2 separate regions of the Gossypium hirsutum genome follow, and region 2 is linked to region 1. Evidence: chromatin contacts called from public Hi-C data. All regions are on one chromosome and are shown on one strand. The core of a region is the stretch at or near the end of the contact, and the rest is flanking DNA. Distances in the headings are between cores, read along the strand shown. Region 1 has its middle 9.4 kb from the start of LOC121204520. Region 2 has its middle 29 kb from the start of LOC121205591.

Region 1 (6,439 bases), core at 1,680-4,179:
TGTTAAAATTGCATGCAAATTGAATAAAATATAATATGGAAGTCAACAGTTGGAGGAGCAGACTTTATAGTCAACCACTCCAAATACCATCTTCATATTGTTACTGTTCAAAGTAGTCTAACAAAATAATTTTTAAATTTTTAAATTTCCATTATTTTCCTTATTTCATATGTATATATGAAAAAAAAAAACCAATGCATACATTTTTTTTGGGTTAAGTTTAAAAAAGTAATACATTAATTAATTTTTTATATATTTCTCGTAGCTAGGTAATCATTGATACGTACAAAATGCAGTTGACAACACCAATGTCTTCACTGTGGGCAAGGGTATTAGCTTATGGCTACAATATTATCATACCATGAGAGAGGAGGCTCCAATTAGCCTTTATGGAAGAAAATATATAAGACAAAACATGTTAACAAATAAATATTAAAATAAATTAAATAAATATTTATATTTATTTAAGAAAATCAGATCTGAAAAATTAATTAAATAAATAAGATCCTGAAAAAATCAGAAACTAAAAAAGAGAATTAAATTTTACTAAATATTGAAGAATGTTTTCACAGTTTTCTTAAAATAGATTTAAAGTCTCCTTTAAATGCATATTTGTATATTTAAAGTAACATACTTTGACGTCAATTTCTTATTTTACTCAACTATTTTTAGCATATGATATCTTGTTGTAAAAGTTTTATGGGATAGAACATAAAATCATAATATTATGATTCAAAACTCCGCATTCACCAATCGAAAATATACCTCAAACATTCCAAAAATCATATTTTTCCAACAGTCCCCACGGCTGTCCATACAAACAAAACTGTTGAACTGGCATTGAAACTACTTCCGTAAGAAATGTATGACTTCGGTTTCTTGGATAACATACATTTATACATAGATATATAAATTGGTGGGTACTGAGCTGACTGTCAAGATAAAGACTTTGCTAAACTAGTATCATCCTTCAGTAAAAGGTAGCTCCTCTAATTAATGGGTTTGGTTTTCTTTACTGTCATATTTTCTCTGGCGCCCTATTTCACCAATCTCTTTCATTTCTGCCTCCTATAAACCATTGGTAAGGCAAAGTTTGACTGTGTGATGAGATTGATTTCAATGAAATGAAAACAACAATAGTAATAAAATTAGTTATTATAGCATGAGATTAAATATTATAGTAATGATATTACAATCAGTTGTAAAATATGTGAATAGATTTAATTACTTTTATAATGGGCATGTGAGAATAAAAAATAATTATTAAGGATACTAGGAAAAGAATGGTACATAATTGAAGTTTAAATTATTTCATTTTCATAAAAATTTTAAAAATAGGTTAAATTGTAATTTTACTAATTAAATAATATATCATGATATTTTTTATTATTGATGTAATTATTTATTATTTATTTAAATAATTATTTTCTTTAATTCAAATGTTTTTACTATTGTTTGTAAGCAAACAACAATGAAAATAGCAAAACAACGTGCAAATAGAAATGAGCAAAGAGGGAAGAGAGAAATATGAGAAGAGTGGCTAGTGTTAAAACATGAAAATAAAATAGGATTTATTGTAACATTTAGGGGGTCTCGTTGATCGAATATTACATACAACTTATAGTGTAATATTTCGAAATAAGATTAGAATGTTTGGATTCTCAATATTCCAATTATTTAGTAATCTTATATTCTTAAACAATATCGAGATGCTATAATATAGAGTGTAATCTTATTACGACCACTTTTTCAGATTTTTAAGATTTTAAAAACAGTCTGAACTTTAAAAAACTCAATAGAAAAAAGGAGTCAAGAGTGCTCTCATTGAACTTCCCGAAGAAACAGCGAGTACTGTGGTTGGGAAGAAGATGAGCAGTGTCTTCGAATCGAAGGACGAAAAAAACGAAATTGCTCTCCTTGAGGAGTAGTTAATCCAACTAACGGTGAAAAATTCATTAGTAACTCCATCAGAAAATCTGACGCTGATCTGCTCTATTTGTACAAAGAAAACATATAATCCAGATAGCTTGCGAGCACAATTACGAAGCATATGGAAAACAAAAAAGAAGTTCGAGATTCTTATCGCAGGGCAAAATCTGTTTACGATCTCTTTTAAAGATGAGGAGGCCTTGGAACAGATCTTGGAAAGGCATCCATGGCTAATTCGAAAACAATTAATCATTTTTGATAGACTGACGCAACCTCTGGAGAGAAACAAGAATCAACTAACCTTCTCCCTGTTTTGGATGAAAGTTGGCCCGTGTCCACCAGAATGTGACAAAAAGGATTTGATGCATGCAATTGGATCTACTTTTGGGGGAGTTATTAGATCTGATATAAAAGGGGAATTCTGTTGAATCAAAGTTAACCTAGATGTTCAAAAATAATTAAGAAAGGGTGTCTTTGTTTCTCCGAATGAGAAAGAGAAAATATGGATGAAAATATGGATATCCTTTAAATATGAAAATCTCCTAACTTTCTATTTTGGTTGCGGAAGAATGGGCAATGAGATTAAGGAATGTTCGGAAACAAGCCCGGAAGATCGTATAAAGGTAGATGATGAGCATCCTTTCTCAATAGCACTTAAGGCAAAATCTTCCATGGTAGGGAAAGAATGTCTAATTTTTGGATCAATACAGAAAAAATCAATGAAGCAATGTTTTTACGCGGGAGAGGAACTGGGGAAAAAAGAAGATGCTCTTTTGCTAGAAAAGTCTATTCCATATCGTCGGCCGGAGAGTGAAGTTAGATCGATAAAGAACTCCGGGAAGTGGGAAACGGAGAAAATACAGGAAAATTCCGAAGAAAGAGATTCTAATTTTTCTCCCTAAGTTTTGGCTACAAAAGAGGAAGAAGAGTCCAAAAAGAATTGGTGCCCTACAACAGATACTTTAAATGCAAACTCTAATAAGTGGGACCTACAATAGAGGTGGAGCAGGCCATCATAAATTGGTATTGTGCTACGGAAAATGATAAAAAAAATCTGAGGATAAAGGGCCCATTAATCCAAAAGAAATATTTCAATTGGGCCACAAAAAAAGAAGCTGGCGCCGATTATACCATAAGGGAAATAGCGACTCAAATATGACTGATCTTACAATAGGTAAACGAAAACTACATCAAGAGGAAGCGTCCGATTTTGGACCATTAGCTGAAAACATAACAAAAAACCAAGAACTGATGAGGGAAATTTGGATGGTAGTACAATAATGGAGATGATGAGGTCTATAGAGGATGAAGATGTTTTTTCACAAATTATATCAGCGGCTGGCAAATGGCCAGCTAACCGGAACCAATGAAAATTCTATGCTAGAATGCCAGAGGTTTGGGGAATCCTCAAGCTTTTCGAAGGCTTCAACACACGTTGAAGATATATAAAACCCAAATGGTCTTCTTAATGGAGACAAAATTAGATTGTATCTGAATGGAACGTCTTCGAAAACGGTGTGGCGAATCGAATCTCTTTAGAAAGATCTTTTGTCTCATGGTAGCCTGCTCCAGTCCCCTTACGAAACTTTTTTCTTAATGGGATGGATATTCCAGGTAATGGTTCGCGAGGTGGGTTAAGTCTTGCATGGAATGGAAACAATCTAGTTCATGTCTGTAGCTATTCAAAAAATCATATTGATGTGGAAATTAAGGAAGAAGATAATCCATATACGTGGCAATTCACTAGATTTTATGGCAATCCCAGTCATTCAAACAAGCAAGAGTCATGGAATCTACTTCACCGACTAAGGAACAATTGCTTAATACCGTGGTGTGTCTGTGGAGACTTCAATGAGATCATGTATGCACACGAGAAAATGGGAGGGGCAATAAGAGACGAAAGGTAGACGGAGGAATTTCGAAAAACCCTGGAAGAATGCGATCTAACTGATATGGGATATAGTGGACAAAAATTTACTTGGGAAAAAGGTAATTTTGCGGATACAAACATAAGGGATCAGCTCAATAAGAGAGTAGCAAATTCGGAATGGCTGAATTTATTTTTTTATTATTTGGTACAACATCCACCACATTTTTTCTCTGATTATTGCCCAATTTTAATCCAAACAAGGTCAAAAGTAAAACAATATGGGGGTAATCTATTCAAGTTCGAATCATAGTGGATAACTGAGCCTTCATGTGAAGAAGTTGTTAAGAATTTATGGAAGGAGAAAACTGGCAGTGTATTGGATAAACTTGAGCATACCCGAATTGGTTTACAGAGATGAGGAAAAATATTAAGGGAAACCGAGTCAAGAGATCACAACTTCTTCGAGAAAGATTGGTTGAACTTGATGGAATACCGAGGGAGGATGATACTCTAATAGAGATGATTGACGTGAAGCTAAATTTAAACTAGGAAATGAAAAAAGAGGAGATGTACTGTGAACAAAGAGCAAGAACGAATTGGTTGCGCCAAGGGGATAAAAATACAGCTTTCTTCCATAGTCAGGCATCACAAAGACGCACGAACAAAATACAAGGGTTGGAAGATAGTAGAGGAACTATCAAAACTGAGGATGAAGATATGGAAAATATTATACGAGATTATTTTATGGAGCTATTTGAAACTGGCGGAGTTGGTGACACAAATTATCTTCTTTCAAGTGTAAAGAGAAGTATTAATGAGAATATAAACCAGTCATTAAGCGCGAATTACAAATAGGAGGAAATAAATGAAGTAATAAACAGTATTGGGCCGACAAAAGCCTCTGGACCTGATGGATTTCCAGCCATCTTCTTTCAAAAATTCTAGCATATCGTGGGGCGGGAAGTAACTGATTTTTACTTAAATGTTCTAAATAAAGGAAAGTCTTTTGATTATTTAAACCATACAAATATTGTTTTAATTCCAAAGAATTTCCATCCGAAACATCCATCAGAATTTAGGCCAATTAGTCTTTGCTCGGTTTTTTATAAGATAATTTCAAAATCTATAGCAAACAGACTCCAGAAAGTACTAGGTTACTGCATTGATCTGGCACAAAGTGCTTTTGTACCGAGAAGGCTTATTACTGATAATGTTCTTCTAGCCTACGGAATTCTTCACTCTATGCAAAATAAAAGAATAGGGAAAAAAGTCTAATGGCTCTAAAGATTGACATGAGTAAGGTATATGATCGAGTGGAATAGGAGTTTTTGTAGTTAATGATGGATAGAATGGGGTTCGATGAATCTTGGGTACAACTCATTATGAAATGCATTAGTACGGTCTCATACTCTATTGTTTTTAATGGGATACCAGGAAAAGGTTTCAAGCCAACGTGTTAGAATTGTGTGACCCAAATTCTAAGAAATTGCTTGCAAGTCAAGTTAAACAAAAATATATTTTCTTTCTAGAAGATTTAATATTTATTAGTATAATATATTTAGCATTTATTAATATAGTTTATTTGACTTACTAATTTAGCCTATAAATAGGCTCCTTTACAATCTTAGAATTAAGAGACACCTATTAGATTAGAACTCATAACACATTCAGAGAATTTTGTGTTTACATTTGAGGGTTCTTTGTTTTTCGGGTTTTCGGGGTTTAGTTTTTATCTCCATCTTTTGTACTCTTCATTCTTTTGCCATTATAGTAAAATTATCTTTGCCCGTGATTTTTTATCCTCTTTTGAGGGGTTTTTCCACGTTAAATTTGTGTGTTCATCTTCTCAATTTATTCTACTATTTTTACTTGTTCGTTGCTTAATCGGGATGATCCTAACGAGTGGTATCAGAGCTAGTTTAACTTTCATAGATCAGCCCAGTCAGAGATGGAAGCAACAAGGTTTGAAATTGAGAAGTTCGATGGTGAGACAAATTTCAATCTGTGGCAAGTTCGGATGATGGCAATTCTAGTTCAAAATGGCTTGAAAAAGGTTGTTACAGGGAAAAAGCCTGAGAATTTAAATCAAACAGAATGAGAAGAGCTTGATGAAAAGGCCTTGTCTGCAATCCAGTTGTGCCTCGCGAATACAGTATTGCAGGAGGTATTGATGGAGAAGACCTCATTCGCCTTGTAGAAAAGGTTAGAAACTCTTTATGCGACTAAGTCTCTAGCTAACCATTTAGTGTTGAAACGTCTATTTACGTTTCGCATGAACGAATGTGAGCTTCTTAAAGATCACATCAGTCAATTCATTACTCTTTTAAATGATTTAAAGAACGTTGAGGTTCATATTGACGATGAAGATCAAGCTATGCTATTATTGTGCTCTTTACCCTCTTCATACAAGTCTTTCAAGGAGACCCTGATTTATGGCAGAGACAAACTCTCGTTCGAAGATGTGAAGGGTCATTTGTTGAGTAGAGACAAACTCGACAATGAGTTTGATTTGAATAGCAAAGCAGATAGACAAGCTTCCGTTTTGGTAGCATCAAAGAAACGAGATAAAAGGTGTCGCTATTGCAAAAAGTTAGGTCACGTCAAAGCAGATTGTTATAAATTGCGAAATAAAAGAGCTGC
Region 2 (6,439 bases), core at 1,849-4,348, 270 kb after region 1:
TCTATTGAAAACCGTTCTCAAATAACCTTATCATGATAAAACACAATGTTTGTAAAATTGATGAGGAAGACGATAATCAATTCGAGACTTAACTTTTTGTGCATCAGTGATGTAATGGGCTCCTTGTGAGTTATTGGCAATGGTTTCATGGTTGATCGGAGTTCATTGTTATGTTGGGCAAATGATGGCGAGGCTAGCATGCAATTTTCAGCAATGATGCATCGTTGGTTTATTTCTAAATTCTTTTAGTGTTACAGTTGCCGTTAGTTTGTCTTTCTCCTCTTTCAAGAATTATTCAATAGAGATATAATTGTGCACCAATTTGTAATATTTTATTTATCATTTATATTATATGTTATATCTTTATATTCTTATTATTTATGATTAAGAAGAATGAGTTACTCAATCTAATTTCATTGTTGTTTTCTTTCTTTTTTTTTAATCGTGATAAGATATTAGTAAAATTTAGTCTCTTTAATTTTTTTGTGATCAGAATAATTAAATTTTAATTTTAATCTATATATTTTAATTTTGACATAATTTGATAATTTAACTTTTATAATGTCATTATTTAGTTTAAATTAATGTTTTAGTTTGATTCAAATGCTAATATAAATTGTTAAGAATTGTTGACACTGTTAAATTTCTCTGCTAAGTTTAGGTTCATGATAATGTTCTTTTTTTTGTTACATGGATACCAAATAAGTATTTTTTTTAAAAATTTAAAATATCACACCAACAAATTTAACAAAAATATATATAATAATGTTACGAAATGAAACTAAAGTTTAAATTTAAAAAATAGAAAAACTAAAATCTTAAAAATAAAAATATATAAATTAAATTCCAAATATATGAAAAATACCAACCATATTATAATTTTCTACTGGTATTAAAAGGAAGGCGAATAGGGCATTCCCTTATTACCCCTGTTTATTCCTTTGTTTTTTTCTTCTTCTTCTTTTTTAGTAGATTAGATAAATTTGATTTCTGACTCCTCTACTTTTTCAAGATTATATGGGAATAGTTAATTTTTAGTTGTGATCCCTATACTTTAGTTAAATTTGAGATTTAATATTTATATTTTAATTTTGACTTAATTTGATATCTCAATTTTTATAATGTTATTACTTAGTTTAAATAATTTATTTTGATTCAAAAGCAAATATGATTTTTTAAGATTTGTTAACATTGTTAAAATTCTTTATTAAATTTAGGTCTATTATCATTGTTTGCTACACATATACCAAGTGAGATTTTTAAAAAAAAATTTAAATATCACACCAATAAATTTAATAAAAAAATTTAACGGTATTAACAAATGGACTTTAATTTTAACTTTGAAAAGTAAAAAGACTAAATTCTTAAAAACAAAAGTATTAAAATTAAATTTCAAATATAAAAAAAGCCAGGACTTGAAACATATTATAATTTTTTAAAATTTTTACTTTACAATTTAATCAAGAATTAAATAATTAACTCAACAGAAGTGTAGGTTGAAACTATAATAATATATATAAAAAGTAATGTCTCAAAAGAGCTAACATTTTGACACATGTCAAGCTGCGGCAATTTTTATTTCTACTTATTTTATATTTTATTTTTCTTTTATTTATTTTATTTTGCATATTATCTTTATGAGTTGTAGTTTAAAGAGAATTAGATTAACATTTAAGTTTACTCTATCAACAAGTGTTTGGTATATAAATCAAACCTAAGGATTATTAGCTGGACACATTTCTAGGCACGTCTTTCTCTTCTACTTCCTTCGAACGACCACGATCACTGGTCCCTGAAGACCTCACAGGGGCTACCAAGAAAGTCAAGAATAAATCCATTGATAATCAGGTGTTGGGAGATGTGGTAATGAAAGATGGCCTTCCGAAAGTTACATGTCGGGACAAACTTGTAGGAAATGCCAAAGGGAGAGGGTCAAAGGAGGAAGCTGTTTTGGAGCAAGAACTTGAAATTAGGGAGGATGACTACATGATTAATTACCGAAGGAGAGTACCCGAAGATTACTTTCTTCGAACAGATTCATGAATGGATTGATAAGAGCATGGCTAAAACAACTGAAGTACGTTTGTTGGGGAATAATATTGGGTATTTATGGAGTTTAACCGGGAGATTTCAAGTGGTCCACCTTGATAATAATTTCATCCTTGTCAAACTTAGTAATTAGAAGGATTACGATAATGCACTAACGGGAGGACCATAGTTGATTATGGACATTATCTTGTGGTACAACCATGGAGCCGAGACTTCGCAACAAAGGAAAGCTTTCCTTCGAAGATGGTGGTTTGGGTAAGATTTTCTCGTCTTCGATACAGATATTATTCTAATGGTTTGTTGAGAATTATCTCCAAAATGTTGGGGGAAATCATAAAAGTTGACTATAACATGACAAAGGTGAAGAGAAGATAGTTTGCTCGCTTGGCGGTGATGATTGACCTGAAAAAACCATTAGCCTCCTGCATGGGTATTGATGGTCATATTCAATATGTAGAGTATGAAGGTTTGTCGATTATTGGTTATGAGTGTGGATACTAAGGGCATAATAAAGAAAGCTGCTTGAAACTGCAAAATAAGGGGAAAGAGGCGGACTCAACGGAACAAACGATGGTGCAGGCTTCTAAGTCGATGGTAGATACAACTGTGAGTGCTGAGAATGCTCTAGGATAGCTATATGGCCCTTTGATACAAGCTCCGAACCGTAGAAGGAGACCCACTAATGCGGGAAAGTCTAGTATAGAAGGAAAGAAAATTTAATTGATGACTGAAGAAGCAAGCAATTCATGCCTCCAAATTTTGGCAGTCAATAGCGATGAGGATGTAGCTGAATCTGCGCAGGAAATTGTTAATGTCCAACAGAAATATATGGATAATCAAACAAGGAAAGAATCATGGCAGGATTTTCGCAAAGAATTAGCTTTGTGCGGTTTGATGAGGTTTTCAAATGGAAGGAATGTTAGTGGTGGGCCATCCATGAAGGATAAAAGGAAAGAACCCAGATTTTTAAGCAAAGAAGGCAGACGTATGCAGGTGGGTGAAGTAGAAAATAAGGAAATTGGGCAACGGATCCCACCTGGGTTTAAACCAATTACTGTTTGTACACATACTATACCAGAATCAAGTCATAAAGTGGTAACCATTGAGGATAATAATGTGGTAGTGGGCCTGCCTAATCATGAAAGTAATTTATTGGTAATGGGTCAGTCCAATCATGAAAGTCATTTGTTGGCTTCTTCTTCAAAAACTCACATGCATGCAACAAAGAAGTTGGGCACATCCATGAATGAGATAACCAAGAGGGGTTTTAAGGTGAAAAAAAAAAAAAGTCGTGCCAAATCTTCAGGGATGTTGTTATCTGACTTGGTTGATTCAATGACTCGTGAATTAGATAATCATGATAATATTTTGGGGTTTAAAGCTAATCTAAAGTTGTTAATTTCAGATGGCATGACTAAAGAGCAAAAAGATGATGACCAGGTCTACCGGTCTATTTCCCCTACTATTTAATTATGTCCCATTTCTTTTTATGGAATTGCGAATGAGCAAATAACTCACAATTTGGTAGCTATTTTAAATTTTTTATGAAACATTATAATTTTTGTCTTGTCACTTTTTTTGAAACAAGGATAAGTGGTATGAAGGCAGACAATTTCATTCGGAAGTCTGGTTTTGATAACTCTTTAAAAGTTGAAGCGAAAGGTTTCTATGGTGGGATTTGGATTTTATGGCGGAAGGAACTGGATGTGAATATTATTCAAGCAAGCAATCAATTTATTCATACAATTTGCAAGTCTGATTATCATAATTTTTCATGCTATGCTACCATGATTTATGCGAGCCCTAACCCAAAAAAGAGGGTAGTGGTATGGAATCAACTATTAAGTATAGCCCTTCCTGAACCTCGGGTCCTTGGGGGTAATCTTAATGCGATTGTCTCGACTGATGAACAAAGAGGTGGTGCTAGAAATGGGTCTTTGGGTAATGCTCCTTTCAAGGTTTTTATTTTTTAAGGGGTGCACTGGATCTTGGCTATGTAGGTCCAAAATTTACGTGGGGAATACGGAATCTTTTTCAAAAGCTTGATTGATGCATTGGTAATAAAGAGTGAATTAATATGTTCCCCAACTTTCTGGTGAAACATTTGGAACGAATTGGATTGAATTATCGTTCACTTCTTTTGACTATCCATAACAAAATTAGCAAACCTTGTATTCAGGTTTCTGACAGCTTGGCAAAATCACCCTTTTTTTAAAGGTTTTCTCCAATCAGTTTGGGATCTAGAAAAATATGCTCTTACGAATATAGATGTGTTTACTTGTGATGTAAAGAAATGGAATATGGAGGTGTTTGGGCATATTGGCAAATGGAAACGAAATATCTTTCGACACTTAGCGAGAATTGAACATGCTTTGTATAAGTCTAATTCAGTTTTCCTCCTCCAACTGGAAAAAGACTTGAAAAATGAATTAGACATTGTTTTGAGTCAATAAGAGAGCCTTTGGATGCAAAGGGCCTACTCTCGATGGATCACGGAAGGAGATCAGAATATGCTATTTTTTCATCTCACTGCATTGCATAGACATCGTGTGAATATGCTTTGCGATTCGATTTTGGTGAGTAGTGTGATGATGATTGTGTATTAAAAACCTTAACTATAAATTTTTATAAAGACCTATTTACTAAAGATGATTCGGTGAAGGGTTTTTCTGCTATGAGGGGTTGCTTTCATCCTTTGGAGGCACTAGCATTTCAAAAATTATCTGTTGAGGTAACCGACGATGAGATTAAGATGGCTATGTTTGGCATGCATCCTCAAAAATCATTGGGTATTGATAGGATCCATGTAATGTTTTATCAGAAGAATTGGGAAGTGGTTGGGAGATCTATTTGTTCATTTGTTCATGATGCTTTCTTGGATGGGAATATCGCTGATTGGGTGAATCGTCCCGTCATTGTTCTGATTCCAAAGGTGGAAAAACAAGAACGAATTTAACATTTTCGATAAGTCTTTGCAACCTTCTCTATAAGGTGATAACAAAAGTTGCGGTTAACCGTATGAAGGAGTTTATGAGCAGTTGGGTTCAACCTAATCAAGTTAGCTTTGTTCCTAGTCGATCTATCTCGGATAATATTATTATTGCATAAGAGATTATACACACCATACAGAAGAAAAGGGGTCGAAAATTATTTATGGCTGTCAAAATTGATTTGGAAAAGGCTTATGATAGGTTAGACTGGAAATATATTGAAGATACCCTTTTGGATGTTGGGATCCCGACTAATATTAGGAAGCTCATTATGAATTATGTGTATTCTGTTTCAATACAATTGATTTGGAATGGGGACCTTTTTGAGGTTTTTTGTCTTTCACGTGGTATTAGACAAAGAGACCCATTATCGTCATACCTGTTTGCTTTATGTATGGAACGGCTTGCTCATACTATACAAAAAAAAGTTCAAGAGCAACGATGGAAGCCTTTCAAATTTAATTGATCTGGACAATTAATTTCCCATCTTTTCTTTGCTGATGATCTTATTCTTTTTGCATAGGCAAATTTAGATCAAATGGAGGTGGTTAATAGTGTCTTGCGAATTTTTCTTTTCAATCAGGTCATAAGGTTAGTGTTTCAAAAACTCAAGTTTATTTCTCTAAAAATAATCACATGTTTTTTAAGGGCTCTATTAGCAAAGGATTGGCTTTTGCTACTATTGATAGCCTTGGTAAATATTTGGGTGTCCCTCTTCTACATAAACGAGTAACCAATGAGACTTATAGTTATGTGATTCATAAAATAAATTTGAAATTAGCTGGTTGGAAAGTGTATACAGTGTCCTTTGCGGGGCGTATCACTATTGCTAAATCAGTGCTAGTTTCTATACTAGTATATGTTATGCAAACAACGGTTCTTCGAACGAGCCTTTGTTTAGAGATGGACTCATTTATTGTTGCAGGAGATATAAAGATGAGATTGTATATGCCAATCAATTGAATCAAAGGCAAGTTTTCACAAAGGGTTGGACAAGATAGTCACAACTTTCATGGTCTCCGCCACCAGTTGGAAAATGTAAAATAAATGTTGATGGTGGGCAAAACTTGGTTTATGGAAGAGTTACAGTAGATGGTATGATCCGAGATGATACTGGTTTGTGGTGTTTGGGATTTGCAAGAAGCATAGGGATGTGTAATGTGTATGAGGTTGAACTTTGGGAAATTCTGGACGGTGTTGACCAAGCTTGGAAGTTTGAATGTCGAGATGTTTTGTTAGAAACAGATTGTTTGGAATCGCTACACCATATAAAGGGAACCCGACGAGACATCAGCTGAAATTACATGTGGTTAATACGATTTGAGATTTGTTGAGTCATGATTGGGATACCAACTTAAAATATGTGCATCAAGAATGCAATAGGCTGATTGATTATTTAG

What was found. Hi-C and Micro-C count contacts between places; a contact is called where the count stands out from the background.
Region 2: a Hi-C map of leaf shows a contact between it and region 1, with 2.0 times the contacts expected there. The contact joins two enhancer-like sites. A contact is called at or near these places in 16 of 34 Hi-C or Micro-C datasets (anther, callus, fibers and 3 more).

The regions. Positions count from the first base shown.
Region 1 is chrA08:99,731,147-99,737,585 of Gossypium_hirsutum_v2.1, forward strand. No RefSeq gene overlaps it. Among protein-coding and RNA genes, the nearest start is that of LOC121204520, 9.4 kb to the left of the region's middle. Within about 2 kb of position 2,930, at least 9 of the 9 cell types and tissues checked have an H3K27ac peak or open chromatin away from gene starts, as enhancers often do. A contact at or near this core is called in fibers, hypocotyl and leaf, where this site is marked.
Region 2 is chrA08:100,002,678-100,009,116 of Gossypium_hirsutum_v2.1, forward strand. No RefSeq gene overlaps it. Among protein-coding and RNA genes, the nearest start is that of LOC121205591, 29 kb to the right of the region's middle. Within about 2 kb of position 3,099, at least 6 of the 9 cell types and tissues checked have an H3K27ac peak or open chromatin away from gene starts, as enhancers often do. A contact at or near this core is called in fibers, hypocotyl and leaf, where this site is marked.